Linked DNA regions of Mus musculus: region 2 is linked to region 1. The links are chromatin contacts, called in public Hi-C maps. All regions are on one chromosome and are shown on one strand. The core of a region is the stretch at or near the end of the contact, and the rest is flanking DNA. Distances in the headings are between cores, read along the strand shown. Region 1 overlaps Babam2 (BRISC and BRCA1 A complex member 2). Region 2 overlaps Babam2 (BRISC and BRCA1 A complex member 2).

Evidence for each region. A called contact is a pair of places that touch in the nucleus more often than the background predicts.
Region 2: a Hi-C map of the C2C12 cell line shows a contact between it and region 1, with 3 times the contacts expected there. The contact joins two enhancer-like sites. A contact is called at or near these places in 7 of 484 Hi-C or Micro-C datasets (the C2C12 cell line, adipose-derived mesenchymal stem cells, cortical neurons and 3 more) and 2 of 115 datasets of contacts at active chromatin or transcription factors (embryonic stem cells and pancreatic cancer cells).

The regions. Positions count from the first base shown.
Region 1 is chr5:31,755,929-31,761,611 of GRCm38.p6, forward strand. The region is part of intron 3 of Babam2 (BRISC and BRCA1 A complex member 2); the gene reads left to right. Among named protein-coding and RNA genes, the nearest start is that of Babam2, 61 kb to the left of the region's middle. Within about 2 kb of position 2,528, at least 50 of the 459 cell types and tissues checked have an H3K27ac peak or open chromatin away from gene starts, as enhancers often do. A contact at or near this core is called in the C2C12 cell line, embryonic fibroblasts and pancreatic cancer cells, where this site is marked.
Region 2 is chr5:31,933,126-31,938,808 of GRCm38.p6, forward strand. The region is part of intron 7 of Babam2 (BRISC and BRCA1 A complex member 2); the gene reads left to right. Among named protein-coding and RNA genes, the nearest start is that of Gm52770, 63 kb to the right of the region's middle. Within about 2 kb of position 2,961, at least 41 of the 459 cell types and tissues checked have an H3K27ac peak or open chromatin away from gene starts, as enhancers often do. A contact at or near this core is called in the C2C12 cell line, embryonic fibroblasts and pancreatic cancer cells, where this site is marked.

The DNA.
Region 1 (5,683 bases), core at 1,278-3,777:
GATGGTGCTGACATCCTGTGTTCTAAGTGGTAAACAAATAATCTGCGCATGTGCCAAGGGTAGTTTTCCACTACATGTGCTCTGCCTTTCCCGTGACGACAACTCGGCTGATGGGCTGCAGCCAATCAGGGAGTAATACGTCCTAGGCGGAGGATAATTCTCCTTAAAGGGGACGGGGTTTCGCCATTCTCTCTCTTGCTTTTGCTCTTGCACTCTTGCGCTCTTGCTTGCGCTCTTGCGCTCTGGCTCCTAAAGATGTAAGCAATAGAGCTCTTGCTCTCTTGCTCTCTGGCTCCTGAAGATGTAAGCAATAAAGCTTTTGCCGCAGAAGATTCCGGTTTGTTGCGTCTTTCCTGGCCGGTCTCGAGAACGCGTGTAAGAACCACCTGTGTCTGCGGTTGTGTGGATGAGGTGGTGTTGAAGTTATCTACCAAGAACTGGTCTGCCTGGTAGAGTGCACCAAGGACTGCATAGATCTGGCCCTCCGCTCTCTGTTTCACCTCAAGTGAGGACAGACAGAGCTTGGCATTTTGTTATTTGTAGTATGTGATGTGTTCTGATTTCTTCAAGAGATGTGTGTGTGTGTGTGTGTGTGTGTGTGTGTGTGTAGTCTAAAAGTCATTGTAAAGTCCCTTGAGTATTTTCCAAATCAGTGCTCTAGTCCCAGCCTGGCTCTCTGGTGATCTAAATCTCCATATGATACATTCCCCACAAACCCTGTTTTGAGAATGGGGTCTCACTGTGTATCCCAGGCTGGTCTTAAACTTACTGCCTTAGCCTTCCCATTTGTTGGTAAGATTATGTGTCTGCACTACCACACCCATCCTTTCAAGATGGCTTGAAGCTGTATGGGTTTGTGAAATGGAAGGATCTCACCTTTATAGAAAGAGGAGAGAAAGCAGATCTACTGTTTTAGTTATGACGAATCACAGGGATTTGTCCATGTTGAAAACACAGCAAGTTTTTCTAGTGTCAGAATTACTTATGTAAAACTAAGAATTGTTCTGTGATATACAGCATTCTGGTCACTTGCTGCATTCAAGTGATTTATCCATGTCTAAATGCAATCCTGGAAAATCACCAAGTCTTAGGACAGTTTTCCTTTAGAGAAATGAGACATTTCCTTCATTGCTAAAGACTTCTAATTTATATTTTATGAAGACATGTTATAGAGCTTCATTAAGATACTATTACTAGATGAAAAGAAGGATGCTTTTATTACAGGTTAACTATAATAAATCAAGTATTTCCTTTATCAGTTGTAGTCAGAAGATAGTCTCTGTCCTTGTAAGAGAAACCTGCTGTATTCTGGTGTTGAAGTGTATCGCAACACCTCTATCTCACCATTTTTTTTAATTACTACTTTTTTTTATTACTTTACATTTTTAGAGTTTCTTTCTGCTACAGTCTCACCAGTATTTGTTCTTTTCTTAAAGATTTATTAATTACTTTATTTTTATATGTATGAGAGTTTTGCGTACATGTATAGATGTGTGCCATAGGCATGCCTCATATTCATAGAGATCAATGAGGGCATTGATCCTCTGAAACTGGAGTAACAGATGGTTGTGAGCTGCCATGTGGTGCTGGGAATTCAGCCCAGGTTCTCTGCAAGAGCAGTAAATGCTCTTCACACTGAGCCATGGCTCCAGCCCCTGTTGTTTTTCTCTTAATGACTGCTATTCTCTTTGGGTTGAGATCTCAATGTTGTTTTAATTTCCACTTCTATGATGGTTAGTAAGACCACATCCCCATTTCATAGGTTTTATTTATTTATTTTTTCTACTGCATTGGAGTGACCCTGGAGACATGTGCTTCTCTCCGTTCTCCACCCTTCCTTCATCTAGCAGCCCCTGCGCATAGCTTTCTCCTACAGACCCTTCTTGCTTTGTTTATTTCTGACTTCAGTAACTTTCCTGGCTGAAATATGGCTGCCTTTGTTCTTTGTCAACCGAAACTTGAATAATCAGAAAAACTACAACTAACATGTTGCTTTGACAAATTGATTATTAATTTTGCTGCCTTCCTCCTCCCATCCCCCGTTAGCTTCCTACAAGCACTGGCTAGAGCTTTTTAGCTTTCCACTTGAGTAGTAGACTATTTGTATTTTATATTTAATGTTTCTCAAAAGCATTTTCTTATATCTATTTTTGAAGGGTTTTATATTTTCATTGCTGTTTTAAAGCATTAAAATTTTTCATTCATTTCAGTTTTTCTCCATGTTAGCCTCTGTATTTCTGAGCTTGCTTTTCTTTATTGTTAGATTCATTGTTTAGATCTGTCACCTGAGAATGGAAACTATCCTTCATACCGTAAAAGACATGTTTTTCTTTTGTTAATTGGGCATTTCAGAGCTGTTTGACAATAGATAGTTTTATTCAGCTTTTTTTCATAAATTCCACAGGAAAGTGCCTGATTTCCACGGTTTATGGAGGTGTGGACTTGTGCACGGTCTTTCAGGCACTGTTGTATGGGAGTGAGGCACTAACCCTGCCTAGGACCATCCTCTGTGTGCAGGTTTGACTGCTCCGGGTGCTCTGGCTCATGTCTGTGTGTGGAGTCAGCAAAAGACTCATTGTTGAACAATGAACTCAGAACTCAAGAAACATTGGTGTGGTTTTCCCCCCCCCTCATTTAGCATTCTGTGGTTATTTCTCCTGATTTTTTTGGCAAGTGTTGTTTGTGTGTGTCAAACTATGCCACATCAGCCTTAAATTTCTGCTTTGTATAATTCAGCTAGGAATTAGAAAGAAGTATTTATAATCAACTTGTATTCTCTATTTTCCAAACCTAGATTTACTTGTATGATCTCATTTTAATCCCAGCAGCGTTCCCAGGGCCTGCTCTCCTGTTTTGTGCATGGGAGTGATCCAGGTCACGGTCTGGGCAGGCAGGGACCTGGTGCGCAGATCTGCATCTGCTACTTTTTACTTTTGCCTGTGGCTTGTTCCGAAGTGAGTTCTGTCCTTATCACAATGCGCTAACAGTGCGCACTTCCCTGTAGAAGTCAGGAAGAGGAAGTCCCCAGAGTCAGCTGCTCATGGTGGGAGAACCATCCTGGTATGGCTGAATAGGAAATAAAGAGTACTGGCTGCTGAGGCTCTCCTCTGCACAGCAGCTGGGAAAGGTGGTAGGAGGCTGACTGACATCTGATTGGGGACTGCTTTTTTTTTTTTTTTTTTACTTTAACAAATTGCAGGGAAATTAACTTATAAAGAGAAATGGTTTATTGTGACCCATGGTTTTAGAGGGTTCTACTCTATTCTCTTTGTTTCTTTATTGGCTCTGGTGAAGTAGTGTTTCCTGGTGGGAACATGTGTCAGAGGAAAAACACTCAACTCAGACAGAAGGCAAAGGAGAAGAACGGGATTAGTTCATAATGTCCATCATTAAACACATTGCGGGAAGTAGTAACAACTTAGTTGCAGGATATGCTGTAGGAAATAGCTGAGGGATCAAAGCAACAACATGGATGCAGATTGTATTTGAGAATGTATTCCAGTCTAGTAGTGTTTACACTGACCTTGCTGTTTAAGTAACTGAACAGCAGTCTGATCATATACTCTATACACCGGAAGTTGGCATGCTTTTTTTTTTTTTTTTAAAAACTTTTGGAAAGGGACCAAAACATTTTTAGAGTCACTTACCTAACTTCTGTCCATGAGTCCATCTGTCTGTCTATCCTTCCTTCCTTCCTTCCTTCCTTCCTTCCTTCCTTCCTTCCTTCCTTCCTTCCTTCCTTCCCTCCCTTCTTCCTTTCTCCCTCCCCTCCCTCTTTTCCTTCCCTCCTCCTTCCTTTTCTTCCAAACCTAACAGCTGTCCCCCCACCAGCCCATACCAATTCTGCTTATTTTCTAAAAAGCTGATTTTCTAAAAAAGTAATATGATTACTATTATTCATAGGAGAAACAACACTGTGACCCGTATTATTATGTTAGGGTTCTAGTGTTCCCTGTTTCCTAGTATTTTTAATATTTTATATTGTTATAATCATTTGAAAGAAAGCTGGTTATTGTATATTTGCTTTAGAGTGTTATTTATTTTGACAGACAACTCTTTTGGTTTACGTTAGTCTATTTCCAAAGCTAGACAGCTGATTTAAGTTGTAAAAAGTTCAGATTTTCAAATCTTGTTGTCCAATCAAGCTGTAGTTATTCATTGAAACTTCATCCTGTTGCTCAAAACAAACCATAGAAATGAATGTATTGAAAGGGAATATAAATTGTCTTGTCTTAAGTGTCACACTATGGGCTAGAAACCAAGAGAAAGCAGTTGAACACCATCCTGCTGGCCGATTTGAGGTTATGTGTATTTACTTTCCGGCACCCAGAACTGCTCTTAAAGCAGACATCATCAAGAAACAAGTACCTGTATAGAAGTAAGGCTTTGGGGCATAAGCCTAGACTACCAGTACTTGGGAGGAGACACAGGAGGATCAGGAGTTCATGATCCATCTCAGCTACAAAGTGAGTTCAGAGCCAGCCTGGGCTACCTGAGACCTTGTCCAAAAAGAAAGAAACAAAATCAATCATATATGTAATTAAAGATGGGCATATCTTTTGAAGTTCCTTAAAGTGGTTTAGAAGAATAGGGACCAAGGCAACTTGCTACTCAGCTTTGTAGTTAAGCTAGCAATGGCGTCCATTTTAGCATCTCAGAACCAGACACATGTACAACAGGTAAGTCAGCACGGCTTTTTCTACAGGGAGCCGGAGCTACAGTGTGTGTGTAAATCCTCTGTCTACACTAGCGGGCTAACTGCTCGACAAAGCTGTCCTGGTATTTACTATATAATGCTAGGAAAATAATAAGGCCAGTTCCTTCTCAACTTATTTTCTCACTGTGCTCATGAGACTATTAGGCATATCTTCTGAGATGTTACTAGCAGCTCACGTCAGCAGAAGAGTGCTATCAGTTTACCTAGTAGGCACTCTGATTCTATAGACATGTGGTATATATAACCTTCTCCCAGCCCCTTCTCCATAAGCATGATGCATATAATAACCAAATAATAGCCTTTTCATATATATCTTATATATGTATAAAACTATTTTAAAACCTTGAAGAATTATATAAAATTATACACCACATGAAGTAGGACCGTAAAGATTTCCTAAATGTAAGTATGCGGAAATGCATGCACTAGAGCCCAGCAGACTACAGAGCTTACGGAGTATAGAATTTTAATTTTAGCTGTGTTTCTACTCATAGGCAAAATATTGTCAAACTTTTAGATAATGCCTACAACATTAAATTTAAATAAAGGGCTGGAGAGATACTCAGTGGTAAAGACTACTCACTGCTCTTGCAAAGGACCTGGGTTCAGTTCCCAGCAACCACATGGCAGCGTACAACATTTAGTAACTCCAGTTCCAGGGAACCTGGCACCCTCTTCTGACCAGGCATGCACATGCTAAATAAATATACATGCAGACAGAGCTTTCACATATGTACAATAAAAATATGTAAAATAAGAATTTAAATGGAAATGATCCCTTTGTATATTCACATTAAGAATAAGCAAGACAGTTTGCAATACAGTCCGGATTTTAATATGGCAAATCCACTTTTTCAAGGCAACATTATTAAATGATCTGCCATATCTATATATCTATATATCACATATATATTATTTATAACACATTATATATAACATGTTATATATTATGTACATGTGTGATAC
Region 2 (5,683 bases), core at 1,711-4,210, 180 kb after region 1:
ACATGTTCCCCTAAAATATCACTGAGATTTGTGTCATAGGCCTCTGGTGACAAAGACTTAACTGCTAGATATCAGTTCTCCACACTTCCTTCAGATAAAATTAGACCATAGAGTAACCATTTGATCCATAAGTATAAAAAAAAGATTTTCAATATTTCTGTACAAAATTAAAGCAGGTAGCAAATCTCTTACTTCTAAGATTATTTCTATTGCGTGTGGACAAGAAGAGTGGGGTACTAGACATTGTGATCAGTTTTTCTGTTTAGCCTGGTGGGTGCTTGCCCTCCCCCAAAGCTTCCCAACCTGCTGCTTGCTACTTTCTTGATGACCTTCCTGAGTGTGAGCCAGACCTCCTCCATCCAACTCAGCAGGTGGGCCAAGATAGGTTTATAATTAGCTTTCTTAACAGCCCCAACTGGCCACTCTTAAAATAATTTGGCTAAGTGTGTCCTCTTGTGTTATATGGGATATGCTAGTCGTCAGCTATCCCAGGAGGTGCTGGAGATCGGGAGAGTTGCATGCTTGTGGAGCGGGAAAAAATAACTTTCCGTCCCGAGTTTGAGATATGTCACAGAAAATGTGTATCTGGAATATCTCATTGGACTTAGATGACCATCGTTCCCCCGGTTCCTGGATGCCCAGACTTTGTGTAAATCACATGGAACTGAGAACAAAATTCTAGGAGAGAAATATAAGACAGTTGTCTCAACCTGATAGGTGCCAAATGCCAAGGGCAGATACTAATGCCACATGAATAAAGAAAAACTATGTGCATCGAGCCTTGGAAAGGGGAGCAAATTGGAAGGTGGAGTAAGGGAAGCTCTGGCCTAGCCAGAAGAAGGAACAGGAGGGAGGCAGCATCTCCCTGACATGTGTGCTGCTATTGGACAGATCAGCTGGGCAGAGAAGTCTTGGAAGTAGTTCTGTGTAGCCAAGGCTCCGAGGTGATGGGATCTAGAGACTGGGAATAAGAATTGAGGCTCTCTGCTCCTTCAAAGGCCACTGCCTATTGAAGATGCCAGATTGTTTCTGCCTGGGTCACACTGGGCCACAACCATGTACCTCTCCCCCACTGGGGAGGTAGAAATGAACAGGTAGTACCCCAAACTGGAAGATTTTCCCAGAGAGCTCTTCTCTTCCACAAACTCCTACACTTGTGTGTGAACACAAGGGGGGGGGGCTCAAAAAAAGCAGACTCCTTCCCTTTGTTATACTTAATCTCTTGATATCAACAGTCATAGGACAGATAGTGACTTATGTGCAAGCCGTCAGATATAGTAGTGTTAGAAATGTATGCAAGCAAGGCTGGGCAGTTCCACACAGATACTTGGTATTTGCTTTTCTATGTGGTTTCTGTTATATCAAACACAAGGCAGAGAAAGTTGCCCCCACAGCCCTGCTGGAGTGAGCAAGTGTGCTCTGGCCTGCTACAGGCCACTTTCTGAGCTGTCCAGGCCATGGAAGCACAAATAGCAACCTCGGGCACATAAGGACACGCACAGGCCACAGAGCCTGTGAAGGGCTCTGTCAGGTTTCAGTGAACAGATGTTTATCCCACAACGCTTCCCCTCTTCTTGGGGTTTGTCTAGTGCATTACAGAAAAAAGGAAGAAAAAGAAACCTTAAACTGTTTACACTAATTATCCCCTTTTGCTGCTCTTGCTTGTTTTGTTTTGCTCTTTCTTTTTCCCATACATTAAGAAGTCTTCATGTGAGGAAGTTCTGCCCAGCTGCTCTCTGGAATGGACCCTTCCATAGCTTAAACTGGGAACCTTTTGTTCTTGGATCTGAGTACAGCTCAGCTCGCCTTGTCACATGTGTGTTGGTGCACTGGCTTCCAAGAAGTTTATAGGCTTTTTCTCAACCCATTTCCTTCTTACCCCAAAGATAATCTGCTTCTATGACTTTCCTTCAAGTAAACAACTCCAGATCCCTTCATTGTATCTGTTCTCCCTGTGGCTCAGTCAGTACTTTATGCAGCCAGGCCGCTCTGAAGCCTGTGCTTAAGTTCGGTGCGTTCCGTGCCACCGTCCTAGCTATTAAATACTAAGTCAAACCCTTTCTTCTGTCTCTCTTTTGTTCATGTGTTCACTTACTTTTTCATTTCCTTTGTTCAAGAAATACACATATATATTTAGCTCCTGCTGTGTACCAGGTACAGCTCTGGGTACAAAGGAGTCAGCAATAAGTAAAACCAGACGTGGTCTTGGCCTTCAAGGAATTCCCATTGTAGTGAGGGAGAAAGGCATATAAAGGATTAATTACAATTCAAGGTGATGCACACTATAATAGTAGAGTTCAAAGTTCTTTGAAGAATGGCAAGAGTGTAATTGGCTCTGCCTCAGGCATCAAAAATACCTTCCCAGACTATTTGACATGTGTTTATTCTAGACATAGAACAGCATATATGGAAGATGTGTTTGCAAAATGGTAAATGGTCCAGAGAGGCCAGTAACTAGGATATAAGAAATGATGAAGGTAAAGCTGAGAACTCAAGGTGGGCAGCAGCCTAGCTCACTTATTTTGCAAATAAGGCTTAAAAATCATTCATATATATAATATACATATATATTATATATGCATATATACACACACACATATATCTTTCAGAAAAGAGAAGGTACGAGCAATGACAACTTTTAAACACACACTCAATGTGTTTAAAATGAGTGAGTCACACACTCAATGTCATAGGCTCAGTTGTATTTGCTTAAAATCCATATGCTCTGGTCCCATCCCCAAGACCTCAGAAAGTGACTGTATTGGAGATGGGTCCTTTCAGTGGATGTTAAGTTAAATTGACGTTGTTTAGGAGTGTTTTAGTCAGTAGGGCTGGGGTCCTTACCAGAAAAGGAAGATGAGAGGCAGAGGGAGAAGTCTATGAAAGCATGCTGAGAAGAGACTCAGCAGCCAGCACTTTACCTCTAAACCAGGAAGTGCACTTCTGTGTTCAGTGACTCAGTCTGTGTGCACTTAGTTATAGGAGCCTTGAAAAAAATGGATACACTCAACATTGTGATTTATAGGGGGCTGGAGAGATGACTCAGCGGGTAAGAGCACTGACTGCTCTTCCAAAGGTCCTGATTTCAAATCCCGGCAACCACATGGTGACTCACAACCACCCATAATGAGACCTGAAGCCCTCTTCTGGCGCATCTGAAAACAGCTACAGTGTACTTGTGTATAATAATAAATAAAATCTTTTTTTAAAAATTGTGATTTATAAATATGGTTATGTAGAGGGTGCTGGCTTGGGATGGACAGTTATGAGGAAGAGGAAACAGGACTAAGGTGCTGAGGCAACGTTCTAGGCTGCTGAGGGATTATACTTGTAAGATACCCTTTTAACCAAAATAGTGAATACCATAGAGAAGACACCTTTGGGAGAGTAGAGAGGAGCAGAACCCCAAACAGCACATTTAGATTTAGATCTGTCTGTTTCTGGTTTTACCTTGGGTAGCTGAGCTACTTGGGTGGTATCCAGGTGAATTTTCTTGCTGCTGGCCCTTGCTTGAGTTCTGCAGCAGGAGTGATAGTTTCCCGTTGTCTCTGTCCCTGCTTCACACTAGCTGGTATGGCCATGACTGCATCCTTCTCCTCTGGGCACGTTTCCACAGGGAGTCATCCCTGCAGCTGCAGTTCACTCGAGTTCAAGTCCTGGGCTACACAATGCCAGCCCACTGTTGTCAGGCCTGTGGTGTCTCTGCCTCTGGTTTGTTTCTTTAGCTCTGTGTTCAGCTTCAGTTGGCCCTTTGCATGCACCATCTCTCTCAGTGACTTGAAAGTACCTCCTTCTAGGCGGAAGTCCTAGAGACAGGAGGAAATGTATAATGACACTTGGAAAGAGTCTGAGTGTGAGTGTAGATTTGGTATTCTGTAGGTTAGGTCTGAACTGATTCATTGCCAATAGCAGTGAAAAGTGAAAGGGGTCATGGGTAGAATGCTGGAAAACTTAAACTCCTCAGGAATTGGCTAGCTTTGTAGCAAAGTTGGATTTTATTTATATAATTCCTTAAGTCTGATTACATGAATAAATGCAAGTGAATAATTCCGACTGAATATTCCCACTAGTAACATAACACTAAAGTATATGGTGGCATATGCCTGTAATTCCAAACTCAGGAGGGTAAGGCCAGGGGTCATGAGTTCCAGTTTCTGGCCCAGCTTGAGAACCAAGAGAGAAGCGGGGAGGGGCTAGAGACAGACAGACAGAGACAGATAGAAACTGATTTGTCATAAAGAAGGGAACCAATGAACAGTGGGTCAGTTTATAGAGAGTAAGTAGAATAACAAAAGTAACATTTACAAACCTCAGAAATATAATTATTAAAAACCCTATATGTCTAATTACAAGTTACTTAGAAATATATGTCTTAATGAAATTTACTAAGTCCTTTTGGATGGCACTCCTTGTGGCCAAGATTTATTTTACCCTATGTTCCAAAATAATAAAGTCTGTGCTACCTGTTAAACAGACAGTTGTGGTGATTATATGTTAATTTTTTCCTTGTGGTGTTATTAATCTGTATTTCTATATCATAGGTGCCACTATCTTTCTTATTATTGATGATGAATCCAGCACTTAGAGACGTCAGTAATTTTCTCCAGACCACACAGCTAGTAAACGTTAGAGCCAAATTCTTGTATTTACCTGAACAAGGAAGGAGGTTCACTAATACTTAGACTTTCTCGGACCCTATTCAAAGGCTTTTTCTTCCAGAACTCAAGGAGGCTAGCACAAAGCACTTCCTCTAAAAAGGTGTCACTGTGGTCAAGTCTCAAAAGATGCCTTTACCAAAGGTCTTGACAAGACAGTGGAACCATGGTTGGCTGTGTGGGGCATATCACAGGTATCCTTTAAGTTCTTTAGCTAGTAGAAAATATGGAATGTGCTAAATTCTTTAGCCAGAAACCAGTCTCCTTAAGTGACCACCCCTTGCTGGTCAGCATCACACAGCATGGTCTGTCTCCCATGGTCAACATCACTCCTCGTCACTATGCATTTTCTCCTTCTCATTTAGTCTTAATTCTACTCCCTTTTGAGGTTCAGAAGGGTAAGAAAAATCCAAAAGGGAAATATATATTACCTTCTCAGCCCATGCATTGTTCCAGAAAACAAGAAGTTGAGTTCTGAACGTTTCTAATCTCTAGAACCACCATTCTGAATGTCCAGGGTTCCCAGTTAAAAAGCAGGCAGAGTGGGAGTAGTCTCTTCGGTGATTTTTCCCTCGCATTCTTCTGGGCACAGATCTGCTAACCTCTCTGCAGGTCCACCATAGTGGCCTTGCTCCCCAGATCAGCCAGCCCAGCCAGAAAGTCTTTTCTGTCCTGGCAGCTATACTCAGGTTGGGGGTCAGCCTTCCAAGACTGCATCCCAGGAAGTCCTTTTGTCAAGTGGCAGAGCTCTGAGCAGCAGAGTGAAGAACAAAGCCCAGCTCCTTTCTGTGCACTGAGGAGTTCACTGCCCACTGAAGACAGGCTTGTGCACACTGTATTTCTTACTCTGTCCCCAAGGACTGGGGTAAGTTTTTAAGGTGTTTTCCTGAACCACTTAGTGAAAATTTACTTAAAGCTGTGCTAACAAAGGGAGCTTGCAACATAGTTCTCTAATCATTATCATTGGTGTCTTTGACTAAGAGGGAGACACTTTTCTTTAAGACATTTTAATTTTGGTCTAAATGTAG